Linked DNA regions of Mus musculus: regions 2, 3, 4, 5 and 6 are each linked to region 1. A link is a contact called in public promoter capture Hi-C data. All regions are on one chromosome and are shown on one strand. Each heading gives the region's core, a stretch centred on a gene start, on an enhancer-like site or on the middle of the called end of the contact. The rest is flanking DNA. Distances are from core to core; before and after follow the strand shown. Region 1 holds the start of Dennd4a (DENN/MADD domain containing 4A). Region 2 holds the start of Trip4 (thyroid hormone receptor interactor 4). Region 3 holds the start of Smad3 (SMAD family member 3). Region 4 holds the start of Aph1b (aph1 homolog B, gamma secretase subunit). Region 5 holds the start of Fem1b (fem 1 homolog b). Region 6 holds the start of Iqch (IQ motif containing H).

Evidence for each region. Promoter capture Hi-C pulls out the DNA fragments that hold promoters and counts their contacts.
Region 2: a contact with region 1 is called in a promoter capture Hi-C map of erythroid cells, with 11 times the contacts expected there. The contact joins the promoter of Trip4 here to the promoter of Dennd4a in region 1.
Region 3: a promoter capture Hi-C map of liver shows a contact between it and region 1, with 7 times the contacts expected there. The contact joins the promoter of Smad3 here to the promoter of Dennd4a in region 1. A contact is called at or near these places in 3 of 39 promoter capture datasets (cranial neural crest, liver and second pharyngeal arch cranial neural crest) and 1 of 484 Hi-C or Micro-C datasets (B cells).
Region 4: a promoter capture Hi-C map of pre-B cells shows a contact between it and region 1, with 2.8 times the contacts expected there. The contact joins the promoter of Aph1b here to the promoter of Dennd4a in region 1. A contact is called at or near these places in 2 of 39 promoter capture datasets (neutrophils and pre-B cells).
Region 5: a promoter capture Hi-C map of erythroid cells shows a contact between it and region 1, with 14 times the contacts expected there. The contact joins the promoter of Fem1b here to the promoter of Dennd4a in region 1. A contact is called at or near these places in 1 of 39 promoter capture datasets (erythroid cells) and 1 of 115 datasets of contacts at active chromatin or transcription factors (thymic regulatory T cells).
Region 6: a contact with region 1 is called in a promoter capture Hi-C map of liver, with 4 times the contacts expected there. The contact joins the promoter of Iqch here to the promoter of Dennd4a in region 1. A contact is called at or near these places in 3 of 39 promoter capture datasets (erythroid cells, liver and pre-B cells).

What each region holds. Positions count from the first base shown.
Region 1 is chr9:64,809,664-64,812,363 of GRCm38.p6, forward strand. Dennd4a (DENN/MADD domain containing 4A) reads left to right here and starts at 1,348. Exons shown (of 35, transcript NM_001162917.1): 1 at 1,348-1,357; 2 at 1,677-1,923. Gm36459 (a long non-coding RNA gene) reads right to left here and starts at 1,752. Exons shown (of 3, transcript XR_379559.2): 1 at 1,664-1,752; 2 at 1,283-1,439.
Region 2 is chr9:65,907,533-65,910,259 of GRCm38.p6, forward strand. Trip4 (thyroid hormone receptor interactor 4) reads right to left here and starts at 1,262. Exons shown (of 14, transcript NM_001357872.1): 1 at 907-1,262. Csnk1g1 (casein kinase 1, gamma 1) reads left to right here and starts at 1,478. Exons shown (of 14, transcript NM_173185.2): 1 at 1,478-1,636.
Region 3 is chr9:63,756,660-63,759,359 of GRCm38.p6, forward strand. It overlaps Smad3 (SMAD family member 3), which reads right to left and starts at 1,335. Exons shown (of 9, transcript NM_016769.4): 1 at 813-1,335. The coding sequence starts at 1,018.
Region 4 is chr9:66,794,080-66,796,795 of GRCm38.p6, forward strand. It overlaps Aph1b (aph1 homolog B, gamma secretase subunit), which reads right to left and starts at 1,344. Exons shown (of 6, transcript NM_177583.4): 1 at 1,174-1,344; 2 at 1-161. The coding sequence starts at 1,286.
Region 5 is chr9:62,810,227-62,812,974 of GRCm38.p6, forward strand. It overlaps Fem1b (fem 1 homolog b), which reads right to left and starts at 1,422. Exons shown (of 2, transcript NM_010193.4): 1 at 832-1,422. The coding sequence starts at 1,079.
Region 6 is chr9:63,601,156-63,603,855 of GRCm38.p6, forward strand. Iqch (IQ motif containing H) reads right to left here and starts at 1,338. Exons shown (of 22, transcript NM_001311098.1): 1 at 1,212-1,338. The coding sequence starts at 1,262. Aagab (alpha- and gamma-adaptin binding protein) reads left to right here and starts at 1,491. Exons shown (of 10, transcript NM_025857.3): 1 at 1,491-1,616. The coding sequence starts at 1,544.

The DNA.
Region 1 (2,700 bases), core at 98-2,597:
GAGAAACCCTGTCCCGGAAAAGCAAAACAAAAAAAAAAAAAGGGGGGGGGGAGGGTGTGGGGATCAACAATGGTATTATTTAATAATTTTCAGTGAAATTAGTGTATTTTTATCTACACAATATAATGTGATGCCCACACATTTTTTAAACAATTTGAACTATATTTGGTGAACTCAGTGTTGAAGAGACTCAAACTTAGATTTAAAAAAAAAAAAACAAACCCTCTCAATCAGGTTCTCTGGTCCATATGTTGTCTAGAATATAAATATAGATGCCATTCTTCAAGTACCACTCACTGTTCCCAGCTGCTTTGTTCCCTACTTGCCATTCAGTGGCTTCGGCCTGCAGTTAGAATTAAGGATAGTCTTGTATTTCTAGGCCCTATACAACGGAGCTCTCAACTCCCTCTCTAATCTAATGGAAGGCTTCTCCAGGCAAAATACATTTCTCATCAACACAGATTCCTCGCAGTTCTAAAAGCCAAGCTCCTCCCTATTGCAGGTTCTCTGCATGATCTTTTTGCTTTACTCAATTCTCTGGGGCCTTTCTTCCATTACTGGCTTCTTCCTGCACTTCAGAGAGGCACAGCCTTGATCACTCTGGTTTCAAAAACCACCCTGTTATCTGCTACCTAGAATTCTTCCTAGAACTTTTATGTTTCTTCTCCAAGCATTAAATATATTTGGTTGTTGTTGTTGTTGTTGTTGTTGTTGAGCTTCTCCCACTAGACCTCAACTCCCTCAAAGCAGACCTTTTCTGGTTCCCTGACTGTTGTGTGTCAGCCCTGCTGGGTTTTCCAACAATATTGTCTGGATGAATGAGTCCAAGAGAAGGAGTGGAGGTATAAAATAAAACTGTAATCTCGGTTGGCAATAAAGATGAAGCCTGTTTTGCATAGATTAACTTCAACCTAGAGGAATTTTTTTTTAAAAGGTCCTATTTCTTCCTTCATTTGTTCATAGAATTCCAGCTAACATTATTCAATACTTTTTAGGCATACACTTTACATTTCTGAGTAACTCTGTAGAGGTAATCAACCTTTATTATCCACATTTTTCAAAGGCATCTTGCCAATAGCCATTAACAGTAGACCTGCAGTCTAGTTTAAGTAGGCCATATCCAATTAATCAATGTAATGGACACCCTTTCAATCAACAATAGCTGTTTTATCAACGCGCTTTTCAGAGAACCCCTCTGAATTCCCCCTTTTCCCTGACCTCTGTCTCGGGACTGAAAGCTACTGGTGGTTGCTAACCGCTTAGGGGGTTTTCTGCAGAATACCAGTGACTTTGGTGGGCGGATCTCAGCTCAGACCACTGCACCAAGCAGCAGTGCCGGGAAGGAAGAAGCAGGTCTGTTGGCCATAGCTGGATGCTTGTGAAAGAGGAAGGTACAGTGCGCCTTGTTCTTACTCGCCAGGGGCTCGGAATCTCCCAACCTGAAGGGGAACCACGACGCGTTTCCCCAGCTACACTCGCCGTCACCAGCCAGCCCGGCCCCACCCCGCCCACAGCCCCACCCAGCGGCCCGCCCACTTGCGGGACCCTTGTTAGTCCCCTCCCCCCACGACCCACCCCCTAGCTCGGCCCATTCCTGCCCCTCGGGTCAGATTCGGCCTGTGATTGGTTTTTGTTGCCATAGTCCCCGCCCCCATGTCTTTACCGTCACTCCCAAGATGGCGCCGGCCGCGGCGGGTTCGGCGGCTGGTGCTGAGGAAGGAGGCGGAGGCTTTGGCGACCGCGCGGGGAGGGGGAGTCCCGTCTGACTGAGACGGCTGGGCGGAGCGCCGGGCCGGGAGATGAGCTAAGCTGGCTGCAAGCGCCGCGACATTCAGCCCCCTCGTGTCCCGCCCGCCGCGCATGAGGGGATCAGACTCTGCATCTCAGGCTCTTCCCGGTGCTCGCGCGGGGGCCGGCGGGGAGGTGAGTGGCGGGGGCGGCGGCGTGGGCATCGGTGGCATAGGGAGCTGTCACGGCCCTGAGGAGGTGACTGGCAGGGGGACGCCGAGCCGGGTGATAGGACTTGGAGGGCCGCTAGGCGCGGGCAGCTGCTAGGAGGGGCTCTGGCCGTCCCGGAGGATGGCGAGATGCTGTCGATGGCGTTCGCGCGCCTCCGTGTGGGAACGAGCGCGGGACACCGGGGGGGTCCCTCCGGACTGGCCATTTGGTGCTGGCCTGGGGCTGTTGTTGTTGGGGTGATGGGGCGGGGGCGGACGGTGGGGAGGTCCTGAAGCTGGGATTTTGACAAGCTCGTTACGTAAGGTTGCTTCCCGGAATCCCACCTGCTCTGGGTTTCAAACCCGCGGCGGGGGCTGCTTTCCCGCGGCTGTTCAGTCCAGATGCCGGGGCCCGGCTGGGGCTCAGGTTCCACGTGAGCCCGGCCAGCGTCCAAGTTGACCAGTGTGTGTGTGTGTGTGTGTGTGTGTGTGTGTGTGTGTGTGTGTGTGTGTGTCTGTGCACACGCGCGCGCAATTCTTGGTCATCACCACTCCTTTTGAAGTTTATCTCTTTCTAGAGGGGAAAGACGAAGGAGGGGGCAGGGGGAGAAGGGGCAAAAAAGCTTGTGACCTAGAATTGGGTCGCAGCGACATCTCTTTTATGGTGCTTTTAAATGACAGGACGTAAAGGGAAACTTGGATGTTGCTGCTCCAGTGTGCTTTTCCTTCAGACGAATGGTTGGCCTCAGAGCGGTAGAGACGG
Region 2 (2,727 bases), core at 12-2,511, 1.1 Mb after region 1:
TACTAATAATTTTGTGACCAATAAAATCGGGTCTTACAGTTGCAAGTGTATCCACTGATGTAGATGAGAAAAATTCAGAAGTTAAAGTTAAAATAGGAAAGCCGGTCCATCCCGGTAGTGAACGCTTTAAATCCCAGCACCTGGGAGAAGAGGAAGGTGGGTCTCTGAATTCAGGGCCAGCCTGGTCTACATAGACATTACCTGATCAGTCATCCAGGGCTTCAAAGTGAGATTCAGACTCAAAAAATAATACAGTCAAGTGATGGTTTTATCCCCCACCCCAGGTTTCTCTAAAAATATAATTACTATAATTATAGGGGTCGTTACAGGGGGTTATTTTGTTGGCTTTGGTCTCCACCATAGTTTTCCAGTTTTTTCAAAGAGTGAACTTATGCCTCGGGTATGTTAGGTAAAATGTTTTAAAACTGGGACTGACCATGTAGTCTAGGCCTTGGAGTTACTATCCTCGCTTTTCCTCTGGAGTCTAAGCATTACAGGTCTGCTTGTCATGTCCAGTAAATGAGTCTCCTTGCCTCCCTTCCTTTCTTCGATGCCTGGGAATCGAACTAAAGACCTTGGGCATGCCAGGCAAGTTTTGTATCACAGACCTAAATCCCCAGCCTAAATGAGGGTTTTTATGGACACCTTTCTTAGTCACCGTATAGGTATGTTGGTTTATTCTGATGGGAGGCTTAGTTGTCTTCCTACTCAAGCGAGATTACCGGCATTCTTTGTCTCCCCCAACTCCCCCGTTTTATGGAATAACAATAATAATATTACTCTGGTCAATTTTCATAGACTCAAATATAGCTAGGTTATTTCCAGGTCACACATAAAAACGTTAAATCCTTAAAAAAAAAAAAAAAAAGAAAAAAGAAAAGACAAGGTAAGACAAAACTTTCTTACCCACTTCACTGTTCGACTTCTGGAGCCGGTTCAGAACGAAATGCATGCAAAAGTCTGGTTGAAACGACAGGAAATCCACCAGAGGGAGATGCTTGCTAGACAGTGAGAAAGAAGCTCCCGCAAGGGGCCTGGAGAGGAGCTTTGGGAGGAGCTGCCGAGATGGCCCAGGATTCCAGGAGGTGTGTGTAGTTTGGAGCTGGTGTCAGAGACCAACTGATGGAAGCAGCTACGTTGGGCCTACTACCTGCTGCAGCGAAGGGTTTACCTGGCCTAACATTGTAAACTAAAGGCCTAAAAACATTTCCAAATGAGAAAACGAAGCTCCCAACCCACTTACCAACAGTCCCCGAAGAAATGGGGGGGGAAGGGGGGTATTTAAAGGCACTTCCGCTTAGCAACCCCACGCTGTTGCTAAGGAGGGGCCGCAGCATTAACGACCCGGAAGTGGTGGTCTGAATTTCACAGCGACGACAGGGGTTTGTCCTATCAGAAGAACGAGGATGCTCTGCGGCTCCAGGAGGTGGGTGGGACCTGCATTAGTACTTCCGGCTTGGCTCGGCCGCCCCTCAACTGGTCTTCCCCCTCCCCTCCGCCTCCTCCGCTCCCTCCGCTCCCTCCCGCTCCTGGGAAAGCAAAGCTGCGGCTTAAGGGGTGGTTGAGAGAAGCAGTAGGCGCCTCGGGGAGGGGACCGCGCCCGCCCCCTTGGAACACTGGAGCACCGCTGATTTAGGTAGGTACTCTGGCTTCGACTGGGTCTGGGAGACTGGAGTCTGAGATGTGTGTGTGTGTGTACGTGTGTGTGTGGGGGGGGTGGGGTGGGGGCTTTAGGAGCCCTTCGCTGGGGCGGGGCAGTGGACTCGGGAATCCCGGGTGGGGCGCGGGCCTGTCCGTGGAGGGTTGCGGGGGCGGGACAGAGGGACCAGGGTCCCTGCGTGCAAAGAGTTGCGGGTTGCGGGTTAGACCCGGTCGCAGGAGGCGCCCTTTCTGAAGCAGGGACTTCGGCCAATGCAGACCGGGAGTTTCCCACCTGGAGTGCCAGCTCCGAAAAGAAGGGGGAGCATCATCCAGGGCCGAAATCAAGGGTATAGACTTGGAGAGGTGACTGTGGTCATCCTGTGCTTCACATTGTCCGCGTCCCGGACTCTCTGTTGGGACAGAGCCGGGCTTCGAGGGCTTGTAAGGGTTTCGTGTCGGCTGGGCACCGTGGAGCCGCCCTTGGCAGAGGTAGGGCAGAAGAGTGGGTAATGAGACCTCCCTCCACCCAACTTCCGTGCGCTTCCCCCGCTTCTTCCTTTATTGCTCTCTCGGCAGGGCGCCCTATAGGAGCGTTGTCCCCTAAGTGGGTACGCATCACGTCGTAAAACAAGAGTGTGAAACTGGGTTTGTTGCCCCCGGATGATTTTTCGGATATTTGCAAAGTGCCAGAATGGCATATTCTAGCAGTCTCCCAGACCGATATGAGTCTGGTATGAATTTTCTTAGAAAATGCAATACTGGAAGGCATCTGACTATATTCAAACGTAGCCTTGTAAATGAGCATGCTTTAAAAAAACCACTAGGAAATCCATATTTAGAGGTCTAGATGAGACATGTTTAGGCAAGCCTTTTTCAACCTCTTTCTCACCTGCCAGTAATCCTTTTGTGGTTTAAACGAATTAGAAATGCTATCTTCATTTTGTTTAAGTGACTGAATTGTAGGAAGTATAGTATATGTCTTAGAAGAACTAGTGAACATTTAGAGAGACAAGGGACAAGAGTCCCTTTCCAATGATTGAACTCTCTCTTAATCTTTTAAGGAGATAATTATGTTCAAGTGGAAGT
Region 3 (2,700 bases), core at 85-2,584, 1.1 Mb before region 1:
GGTCAGGACAGATGGCAAAGCGCTTTGGGAAAATAGGCTCTACAGGAATGCAGGGCCGATGGGAGGCCAGCCCTGGGGTGTTTTGTTATCTGCCTGGAGCTGCCTGCTCCATTCTAGGCACCCGCATACTCTGGATTAAAAAGATCGCAAATCAGCAGGGGTGGGGTGGAAAGAGGGAAAGCCCCTACTTTCTGCCACTTGTTTCTCCCGCTTCAAAGTCGGTGCTCTGCTCTCCAACTAAGTGCGTGCGTGCATGCGTGCACAGGGGGCGGGAGGCTGGCACAACCAAATCTAAAAATACTCAGTAAAAATGCTAATCCCAAAGCAAAGAAAGAGCGAAGAAGGAATCTGTCAATCAACGGGCTCCCGCTCCTCACCCACAGCTGTACCGACTGCATTCCTGTAGACGAGGAAAAGAAGTGGGGGAACAGAGCTGAAGAAAAGAAAGGGACACACGCCACCACCTCCACGAGCGCGGGGCGGGAGGCGGCGGAGGAGGAGGGGCTCGGCCGGCAGAGCCGAACAAAGCGGGGCCTCCACTTGGAGCCCGAAGCCCCGAGAGTTGGGGGGCCAAGCTCAGAAACACCCCTGCTGCCCGGAAGCAGCTGGCGACCCTTGAGGTCTAGAAGCCAAAATGCTGCACGGAAGCCAGGTCTCTGAGGCTAGGCAAATCCGAAGGTTTTGTTTGGGGTCCCTCCACCCACTCCCCGTCCCCTACAGGCGCGCGCACACACGCGCACACGCCCTCCCTCTCCACCCGGGCCGCGCTAGGGGGCTGGGCCAGTGCGCCCCCAGCCGCTCTGGGACCCCACCTGGGGATGGTAATGCACTTGGTGTTCACGTTCTGCGTGGTGATGGCCTTCTCCAGCTCGTCCAACTGCCCCGTCTTCTTGAGCTTCTTCACCAAGCTCTTGACCGCCTTCTCGCACCACTTCTCCTCCTGCCCGTTCTGCTCGCCCTTCTTCCAACCCAGCAGGCGCTTCACGATCGGGGGGGTGAAGGGCAGGATGGACGACATGGCTGGCACCGAAGGGTCACCGGCGCCCCCGGCGGGGCTGGGCGCACTGGGGACGCCGGGGGCGCTCAGAGGCAGCTCGGCCCGCGCCTCGCCCGAACTTCGCTTTTAACTCTGGAGAACTTGCCCGGGCGTCCGGGCCAGGACTGCGGCGCTGCAGCTGCGGGGATCGGGAGCACGGCGGCGCCCGAGCTGCTCCACGCGGACCGACGGACTGACGGGCAGGCCCCGGACGCGCGGGGCGGAGGCGGCGGCCGCGAGACTCCAAGTGGCAGTAGAAAGTTTGGGTTTCCGCACGGGGTAGCTGTTTGGGTGCCGCCTCCGGGAAGGAAAGTCCAACCCCCAGCCAAACTTTGCTGGCCTGGATGGCTTTGGTGCGCAGATCCCTCCGCCTCTGCAGCGCTGCTCCTCCTCCTCCTCCTCCTCTGCGATCGCCGCCTTGCAGGGCCAGCCAGGGCCGAGCAGCCGCGCTACCCGCTCCTCTCCCGCCCGCTCCCAAGTCTACGTTTCACGCAGCTCCGCGTGCAGCCTCCTTCCCAGCGCAGTCGCCGCCCCCTCGCTGCCGGGGCTCCCCGCTCCTCCCCCGCGCCCTGCTCCGGGGAGGACCCGCGGCCTTCCCCGCCCAGCGCCGCCAAGCGCGCCCACGTGGGCCACCGGGTAGGGCGGCCGCCAGCTCTGCCAAGTGCCGAGGGACCGGACTCCTGGGGACTCGCCGCCCCACAGACTCTCAGATACCGTTGCAGGAACTAGAGAGGATTAGACTCACAGGGAACAGGCACTGTCCGTCAAGGGCTGGCTGCACTCCGGAGAGGACTCGGGCGCGGTGAGGGGTTCAGAAAAGCTCCGGGCCCAGGAAGTTGGGGCACGCTGATCTCGCTCAGTGGCCAGAGCTGCTTTAGGTGGTTTTTTGTTTTGTTTTTGTTTTCCTGCTGGGTGAGATCAGAACGGCCGACTGCCTGAGACTGCGGAGGAGGGAGTTGGAAAAGGGGAGAGGGAGACTTAAAAGGAGTTAAGAGACCTCAGTGACAACTTGAACAATAGCTGGAGCCAGGGGTCCCTTGGGCCCAGTGAACCAAGCTTTTTGCAGAAAACGGGCCTCAAAGACATCTGTTGCGTTCCTGAAGGAATGAATGGGGGTGCTTTAGGATTTTTCTTTGGAGGAGGGGAGAGAATTAACATTTCAGGGTGTTACTGAAGTTCCGAAATTCGACACCAAACAAGTAAGAGAGCTTTTGTTTACAAAGCAATGAACTCGCACACACAAAGAGCAAGCCGGAGAGGACTCGAGAAGTTTATTCAAAGTTAGCCTAGGTGGGAAGCCAAGAGAACCTGACTTTGAGTAGCCCTAGGGGCTTTACTGCAGACTAGACGAATTCAGGGCTGGTTGCCCACGGTCCCTCCACGGATTTGGGGCGTTACATTAGACCCTCTGCTCCTTTATCCTGTTTCAGCCTCCCTATCAGGCTAGCCCAGATGCTTAGAGTGTGCTTGGTTTTGCGCACGCGCGAACACACACACACCTATTTCTCTCCCGTGGTGAGAAACAAGTTATTTGCAAACCAAGATCCGGTGCGCTTTACGAAGCCCTATGAAGTGTGGCTCGTCCCACAGAGTCAGCCCTGAAGCTTCAGGGGCCCCCTGCTCTGTCCTCGAGGCTGCCCCACCACCAACCGCCAGCGGCAGCT
Region 4 (2,716 bases), core at 94-2,593, 2.0 Mb after region 1:
TATAATATGCGAGCCTGAACAGCTCTTGGATACAGACAGAGAGCAACACTCCGAAGATGAGCAGGTAATTCTGTACTGGTCCATCTCTGTTGTCAGTAATGACTCTCACTAGGAACCAAAAAACGGATGACAGCAGGAGAGACACCAACCAGAAGAAAGCACTGGAACGTAGAAGGAAAAAAAAAATCACAAGTTAACAGAAGCACAGGCTTAATAATGACTTTAAATCAAACCTGCTTGAGCTACAAATCATTTTTAGTAAACAATCCTCACAAAGTGATGTTTTAGATCAGAATTTTTTTTTTCTCCTAGTGAGACAAATAGTCCAAGAGGAACGTCAGATGTGCTTAACAAGAACGATTCAGTGACCCTGTCGCGTGCACGCTAGGGCACTATCTGTCAAGGACTAAGAGGCACTTGGTTGCTGACTATTTTTCCTAAGAGATGCTTTGTGTGCTATAGAAATATACAACCAGTGACAGTTGCAAATTTCATATCCTCAAAATTCACCAGAAAATATAAGTTTAATGGTTAGATATTGTCAAGTGTCTTTTTCTAAAAGAAAATGAATACCTAACGCCTGCATTAATATAATGGAAAGTTCAGAAGCTGCAAACTTCGGGCAGGTGCAGCGAGACCAAGACCACGTTCACCAGCAGAGTTCCGGTATTTACCAAGCTCCCAGGAGGACATGCCGCCTGGTCAGTTGTTACTGTGTTTTCTCGAACTTTCCTCCTTGACTGCACCCAAACCATTACCCAGGAGTCTACAAAGAAAATCTGAGCCTGAATAGTCTGCACAGACATTCTGAGTCCGAGGATTGATGTGAGGGTGGGGGGCAGGGAATAAACATCTGATCTCCAGGTGACTTTAATGGCAGAGAGTAGTGATAACGACTCTTCGATGCTGCTCAGCACTGAGGGAAATGAGAGATTCCTACAGAAAGACAAAGGCTTCATGCAGGAATCTATCTGCTTGTTCCCACACTCAGCCAACAGAAGCCAAGGGGCGCCTGCTTAGCCTACGGGCCTGCTCTTCTCAGACCCTCCCAGGAACAGTTCCAGCCCTGGACCGCACCACAAGCTGGAGCCCCTGGGAGATGGGGATCCCGGGGTCGTGGGAACCCAGGAGAGGGAGGGAACCCGCGGCGTCCGGGACACAGCGCAGCCTCACCCGGCGATGAGGAAGATGACTCGCAAAGGGTCGGTGGCGATGGTGAAGACATAAAGAGCGAGCGCGGGCCCGAAGGCGATGAAGGCGCAACCAAAGAACACCGCAGCCGTCATGACGACCTCGGGAGCCAGTCGCGGGGGCCCGAGGGCCCTGCAGTGCCCAATGGACAGCGGGTCCTGGATACGGGGCGGGGCTGGGTGGCGAGGCTCCGGTGCTCCGTCAGAGCAGTGGACGAGGCGGAGCCCGTGAGGCGGGGTCTGGAGATGCCGAGGGCGGGACGGGGCTCGAGAGGCGGAGCCTTCGGTGCCCTAGTCAAAGAGGCAACAGGAGGGAGCTTCGGGAGGCCAGGCCTGGAAGAGTTCCATAGCCTATCAGAGTGGACGGCAGAGCGAGGGTTGGCATGCAGGACCTCGAGGTCCTCTAGTCACACGGGACAAGGCAGGGTTCGGGAGTTGGGGCCTGAGCTGCTCCTTGGCCTGTAAAAGCGGGTTGCTGGGCGGAGCTCGGCAGGGGACTCGAGGTGCTCCGAGGGCAGAGGAGGGGCGTGGCTTCGGAGCACAGATCCTGTCAGAACAGGGAACGGAGGTCGGAAGGCGGAGAGCCTGGAGGAGTCCCACGCCCAGTCAAACCGGAGCCAGGTCGGAGCCTGGGAGGCGGGGCTTTGAGTCGCTCCCAGACCTGTCAGCGCCTGCAGAGCGAGCTCAGAGCGCCGCCCTACTCCAGCCAGAGCAAGCTCAGAGTGCCGCCCTACTCCAGCCAAAGCGAGCCGAAGTTCTGGAGACCTGGTAATGTAGTGGGCGGGGCTCCGAGGTGTTATAAGTGTAGTCAGAGTCAGCCGCTCCAGACATTAGGCCTAGGGTTTGTCCCTGCTCAGTTACTGATGGAGTTTTGTTCATCACCTTGAGCCCCACTGTTCCTAGGCTTAGCTTTTATACCTGGATTACATGCTGATGGAGAAAGAATATAGAGGTGAAAGCTGTAATACTTGACATATATATTACAAAACCTGATGCATAGAGAAATGCCAGAATCCATGTAAAAAACACATAGAATTCTTCCCACCCAGAGAGCAGCCTTTCCCGGTCACATATCAGTAGGGCTATGAAGGGTTATGCCAGATGAAGAGGTTTCTGGTCATCACAAACCAGAGAAAATTCCAGAGCAACCAGCAGAATCTTCATCTTCCTAGTTCTTGTCTTCCCTCATCTCCAGAAGTTAGAAGTGGGTCAGTTGTTAGAAATAAACTGACTTGACTTCACTCTTTAATTAGGTTCACTCTAATAAGGTTCTTTTAGCCCGATGAGTGGAAAACTAATTATTGTTCTTTAAGAGACCTTGGTGAAATGTTTACGGTCCTAGGTGTTAGGGATAGTGTGTTTGATCTTGTGTCATTTATGAGTGGGTTTGCTTTTAAATGAAGCTTAGGTTGAACTGGATGAACCTAGTACATAGACGGGCAGAGTCCACATGCAGCATTGCTAGGACAACAACATTTTTCTATTCTCCTATGCCTTGTTCCTATCTACTTATTAACACCAAGTAT
Region 5 (2,748 bases), core at 172-2,671, 2.0 Mb before region 1:
AAACAAAGCAAACTGAATACAGCTATATTATGCCAATCATTCCGCAATCGTTCAGCACAGGAAAAAAAAAAAAGGTATCAAACGTGACGACTCTGTTATCTTCCTCCGCCCCCCAAAAATATGTACAATTAACCTCAAATGAAAAAAAATATTAGAATAATAGTAAATAGTAAATTTTTGAACAATGTTAAGTGTTTGTGAAACCTTCCCACTGTATCACCCTATACATGTAATTTAGCAATGGCGTAACTTCTACGCCAGGCCCAGAGCCACCTGTACAGCCAAAAATATTGGCCAGCATTGTGGGAGAGTCAGAACCGTGCCTAGAGATGCCCAGCTGCATGACAAGATTCTAGGGGCTTATTTTAACAGATAGTCCCACGACCTGCTTGAGGCTCGATCCGACCACGGGAGGGGGGGAGCGGGAGGAGAAGGGATATGGAGAGGTTAAATGAAGCATCAAAAGGTCCTCAATTTTAATTGTTGATCTCGTTAATTTCCGATCTAGGTTACTACGCCAGTGCTGATATAAAGATACAAAAACCTAGATGGGCAGCCACCACTCCGACAGTGCGTGTTCGCTGACTAATGAAGACTATAGATCTCAAGACCCAGGGTGTGGCTACCACCTACAGGGGGAAAAGGGTAGGAGTCGATAAGAAAAGGCAGCAAAGCATAGCTCTGGGAGACGAGGTGGGCATCAATGGGGGTGAAGGGATATGAAAAAGAACTGAGTCCACACATGAAAACAGGGTTAATGAAGGATGAGAGGATCCAGGGCTTGGGAGGCCCGCGCGCGTCGGAGGGAGGATGGAGTTGGGATGTACCTACCCGTCGAAGCGGACGGTGCCGGTCTGCTGGGTCTGCACACGGTAGTGTTCTAACAGCAAGCGCACCACCTTGGCGTGCCCATTGCGGGCTGCGATGATGAGGGGTGTGGAGCGCTGTCCTCCCTGCTGACTGACATAGCCCAGCAGGTAGCGGATATCGCTCTCTGACCGGTTAAGGAGCAAGGCAGCCAGAGTGAGCACCTTGCCCTCGCTGGCCGCCTTGTACACATAGCCAGCCAGGCCCTCCATGGCCGCCGCCAACTCCAACACCCGTTTGGTCGCCACCGCTGCTGCTGCCTTGCGCCCCCGGAGGCCGCGTCCACCAGCACTTCAGACCCGGGCCCTCACAGCCCATTCAACAGGGCGCCGCCGCCGTGTCCAGGCAGCAGCGCGACCCAGGGAGGGCGGAGACGCAGAGGTGGCCGAGCACCGCCGGAGGCACAAGTGGGACCCGGCCCGGGCGGGGAGAAGGACGGTCAGGGCCGCCCCCGAGGCCCCAGGCACCGGCCCTGGGCCGAGGGGATCTCCATGGCGGCCGCCGCCCCGGGTCTCAGGCCGCCTCCTTCCTGCGGGCTGCGACAGGCGCGCGCCCGAGCTACGGGTCGCCGCTGGGGTCTCGAGAGGCCCGCGCACGCCCTGGATAGCGAGCGATGTGCACGCCTGCCCGCGCCGGGCCGGAGGGTCTGGAACGGCCTCCACTTAGCTCCTCGCCGCAGGAAAACCGCGGGCACTCGCCCACCGGCGATCGAAAGGGTCCGCTGGCGAGCGGGGCTCCCGTGAGCCGCGCGTGGGTGTTCGCGGACCGCGCCGGCAGCACCAGCACCGGAACTTAGGGCGGGAGGAAAGCAGCCGCCGCAGACGGAGCCGAAGGGAGGGAGGGAAGGCAGGAGTGGGAGGGACGCTTAAGTAGGTATTGCTTCCTAAACCGACCGGCGGGCAAACGAGGCTATCCTAAAGAAAGGTTCCGCTGTGCGCAGTTAGCTGAGCTCTGATGCGGGTTTGAAAGTCCCTAGTGCCCTTGACGCAAGTAGCCATCTCGCCCCCACAGGACCCTAGGATGCTTAGTCAAGGCTGGGGGCGGAGAGAAGGCTACTGAATCTACGGGCTAGAAAGCACATCCAGTTTTATGATTATTACTGTGGGATACTGTCTGCCAGTGATTCACGCGCGGGGGCGCGAGGTGGGGGCCACAGGAAAAGGGGAAAGAGCACCCAAAAGATCCATTTTTGAATAAGGGCTATTATGAGCCTCCGAAATTTGGGAGGGCGAGAGCCGCTTCACTGAAAAGCAACTGAAAGCCTCACCAGACCTCCCAGGAAAGGGGATTAAGTGTGTAAGATAAAGAGCTAAGAGGCAGCAGTCATAGCCAGATGGAACCAGTCTCTAGTCCTGACCCTGCAGAACCTCCGCTGTCTCACTTACACGTCACAGAATTGTTAGGATTTGAAAAGAGCATTTATCCAAAGAATGCTATAAGCCATTCACGTACAAGGCTTTGGTTAGCATCAGAGATTTCTTCATCTAGGCTAGGCCTTTCTCTCCTGGGGCTTGTGTGGTTGTGTGGAGAAAGCAGACAAATAAATGATGTAGAGTTGTTGGATTCATGTCATTACTATGAAACAAGGGCTATGGGTGTGGACTAGGAGACTTCGCCTGGGTGGTCAGAGAAGTCCTCTGTAACAGGTGCCTGAAACAGAGGCTGGACAATGGAAATAGTTCAAAGATCCTGAGCAGAAGACAGATGGTGAGCTCAGAACAGAAGCAGTGTGGCTGCTGACTGTAGGAAGAGTTCTAAAGGATTAAGTCAGCAGGATGCAAGTCATGTGGCCCAGTGACCTATGCAAACGGTTTGGTTTACTCTGGGATTGCATTTAGGGAGTTTTAAATAGAAAAGTGACAAGATGGCGCTTTTTTTTTT
Region 6 (2,700 bases), core at 88-2,587, 1.2 Mb before region 1:
CTTGTAAATTTCACCAAGGACACCCAGAAGAGAAGAACTCTTCCCAGCTCTCCTCCCAACTCTTCCCAACACCTCTCCCAATTCCTCAGCTAGCTGTTAAAAGCCCCCTACTGTCACCACTCGGGTCGAACTCCCCTGCCCTGCACTGTGGAGGGACTTCGTCCTCAGCTAGCTGATAATAAAACCTCTTGCAGTTTGCATCAGGTGTGGTTTTCTCTCGAGATGTTGGGGTGTTGGCCAGCTCATCCCGGGACTTGAGCAGAGGCCCAGCATCGGGGGTCTTACAGAACTTCTTAAAGTGAGACCATCTTAAAGGGACCCATACCTAAACACGGAAAAAAACAAAACAAAACAAAGCAAAAAAAAAAAAAAAAAAACCAAACCAACCTAGCTGTTTCAGAAAAATTGTTCAACTGTCACAAACTGAATTACACTGGAGAAGTCAAGTCTTTGAGAGCTTTCTCCCTAGATTATAAATAAGATATTTCTCCAAGTTTTCATTTTTTATGTTGTTTTGTAATCCAGGTGATCTTAAAAATATGTTTGGTAACGCACACCTTTAATCCCAGCACTTGGGAGGTAAAGGCAGGCAGATTTCTGAGTTGGAGGCCAGCCTGGTCTACAGAGTGAGTTCCAGGACAGCCAGGGCTACACAGAGAAACTCTGTCTCGAAGAAAAAAAAATTTTAAAAAAAGCTTGGGTGTGTGTTCCCAAGCAAGCAGTGACTATTGTAGGTTAAGAAGCACGGGTCCCATAGCTCACGTTCTCTTCGAACTTCTCACCACCTCCTAATGATGAATCTGTTTCTCCTTCACATCCCCAAGCCATGGATGGACTTTAAACATTTCATAATTTATTTTTAAATGGTGCCTTGAGCACCCCAGCCTGCTAGTACAGATTGATAATCCCAGTTACTCAGGAGGCTGAGGCAGGAGGATCACAAGTTCCAGGCCTGCCTGGATTGTAGAGGGTGCTCCAAGACAGTCAATGACCATCTGGGCCCGAAGTATAAGGAAGACAGGTGATGCAGCCTAGCGGTAAAGCACTTGCTTGGCGCTAGCATGTCCTGTGTTCAACCCCCAGAGCATGATGCCCTAAAGTGTAGGCGTTTCCTGCTATAGGGCCGAGAGAATAAATGGTGGTGCTTGGGATCACAGGTTTCGGGGTTCGAGGGGAGGTCTGTGCGGCCGCCAGCCCGGCCTGTTTCCCACCTGGATTAGGATGGATCCAATGGGGTCGCTGTCCTCCTGGGCCTGCGCCATGACTAAGGAGGGCAGAAGACACTAGGCTCCGGAGGTATGGCCTCCTGCGGAGCGCTCCTAGATGGTGCGGGCACCCGTCACCATAGCAACGCGGCGCGCGCGACCGGCGCGCTCCACTGGAGGAGCGGGGAAGGGGGGTGTGAGGGCCAGCCGGAGCCTCGGCTGCCCAGCGCGCGGCCCCGCCCAGCGCGCGTGCCCGGATCATCTCCCCCGCGTGCCCGCTGCAGTGGTACGGCCCAAGGCGGAAGCAGCGCCGGCGCGGAACCCGCTCTGCCGCAGCGATGGCTGCCGGTGTACCCTGCGCGCTGGTTACCAGCTGCTCCGCCACCTTCACCGGGGACCGGCTGGTGCAACGTGAGTAACCCGACGTCTGAGCCGGGCTGCAAGGCCCAGTTCAGAGCCATGGGCGCAGGGCCGGCGACCTCTCCCGGGCTCTGCCCGAGCTGGGCCCTAGGCTCCGGCTCCTCCGCAGGTCTCGGCGCCAGGCGCTTAACCTTCTGCCTGTGTAAAGTGAGGCCGGTTTCTGACCTCCCGCCTCAGGGGTGGTGGCAAGCACCCCCTAAGATGATATTCAAGACCCCGGAAATTGTGCTCTTAGACGAATGTAAGGCGCTGGAGTTGCGGTGTTGTGTTTGGGGGTTATGCCCCTGCTGCTGGGGTAGTGGTTCCTCTTGTGAACTGAAGTGCTCAGCAAAAAAACAAAAAAACAAACAAACAAAAAATGCACGCGCGTTAGTGTTCTGCCAGGATGATGGACTGACCAGAACTCCTGTGATTGTGGAGAGCTGGAATTTTAATAACTGTAGCCAGATTCTCGTGGACTGTCTCTAGTCTCCTTCTTAGCCATTTGTTGCCCACTTCTGTGTCTGACCTAATATCCTCTGACTATCAGGTAAAGTCCTTTTGGGAATAAGCAAACAGACCCCCTAGCTTCCATCAACCCAAAGGCTAAGAATTTTATCAGTTGGTGTCTGAGGCCTACAGCAAGGGCTTCCACGATGTGCTGTAATCCACCAACCTGTTGTTCCCCTCAATGTATTTTTAGAACATCCTGATATGTAGCTTTGTTGTTCCTATAAGAACACCATGGAATTGTTATTGCCACGTTGGAACATTTGACTTGAGGCACCCCTGATTCCTGTTCCCTTTTCATGATCCCTCATATTTGGCTCCAGAATAAACGCTTACTCCCTTAGAGATGAGAGCTGTGGGCGTTCTTGATTCCCTCCCCTTGATTGTGTGTGTGTGTGTAATGTACATACATGCATACTTGTGTGTACATGATATTTGTTGGGTGCCCCCTCACTTGCAGTTACATTTCTTGAGTTCTTTCTGAGGTGAAAGTTCCCCGGAAAAAAATGAGTTTGAGGTGTTACTGCACCCAGTGCTTTTGCTTCTGGACCCTAAGGGCTATAAAATTCAGGGTTTTGTTTTTGTT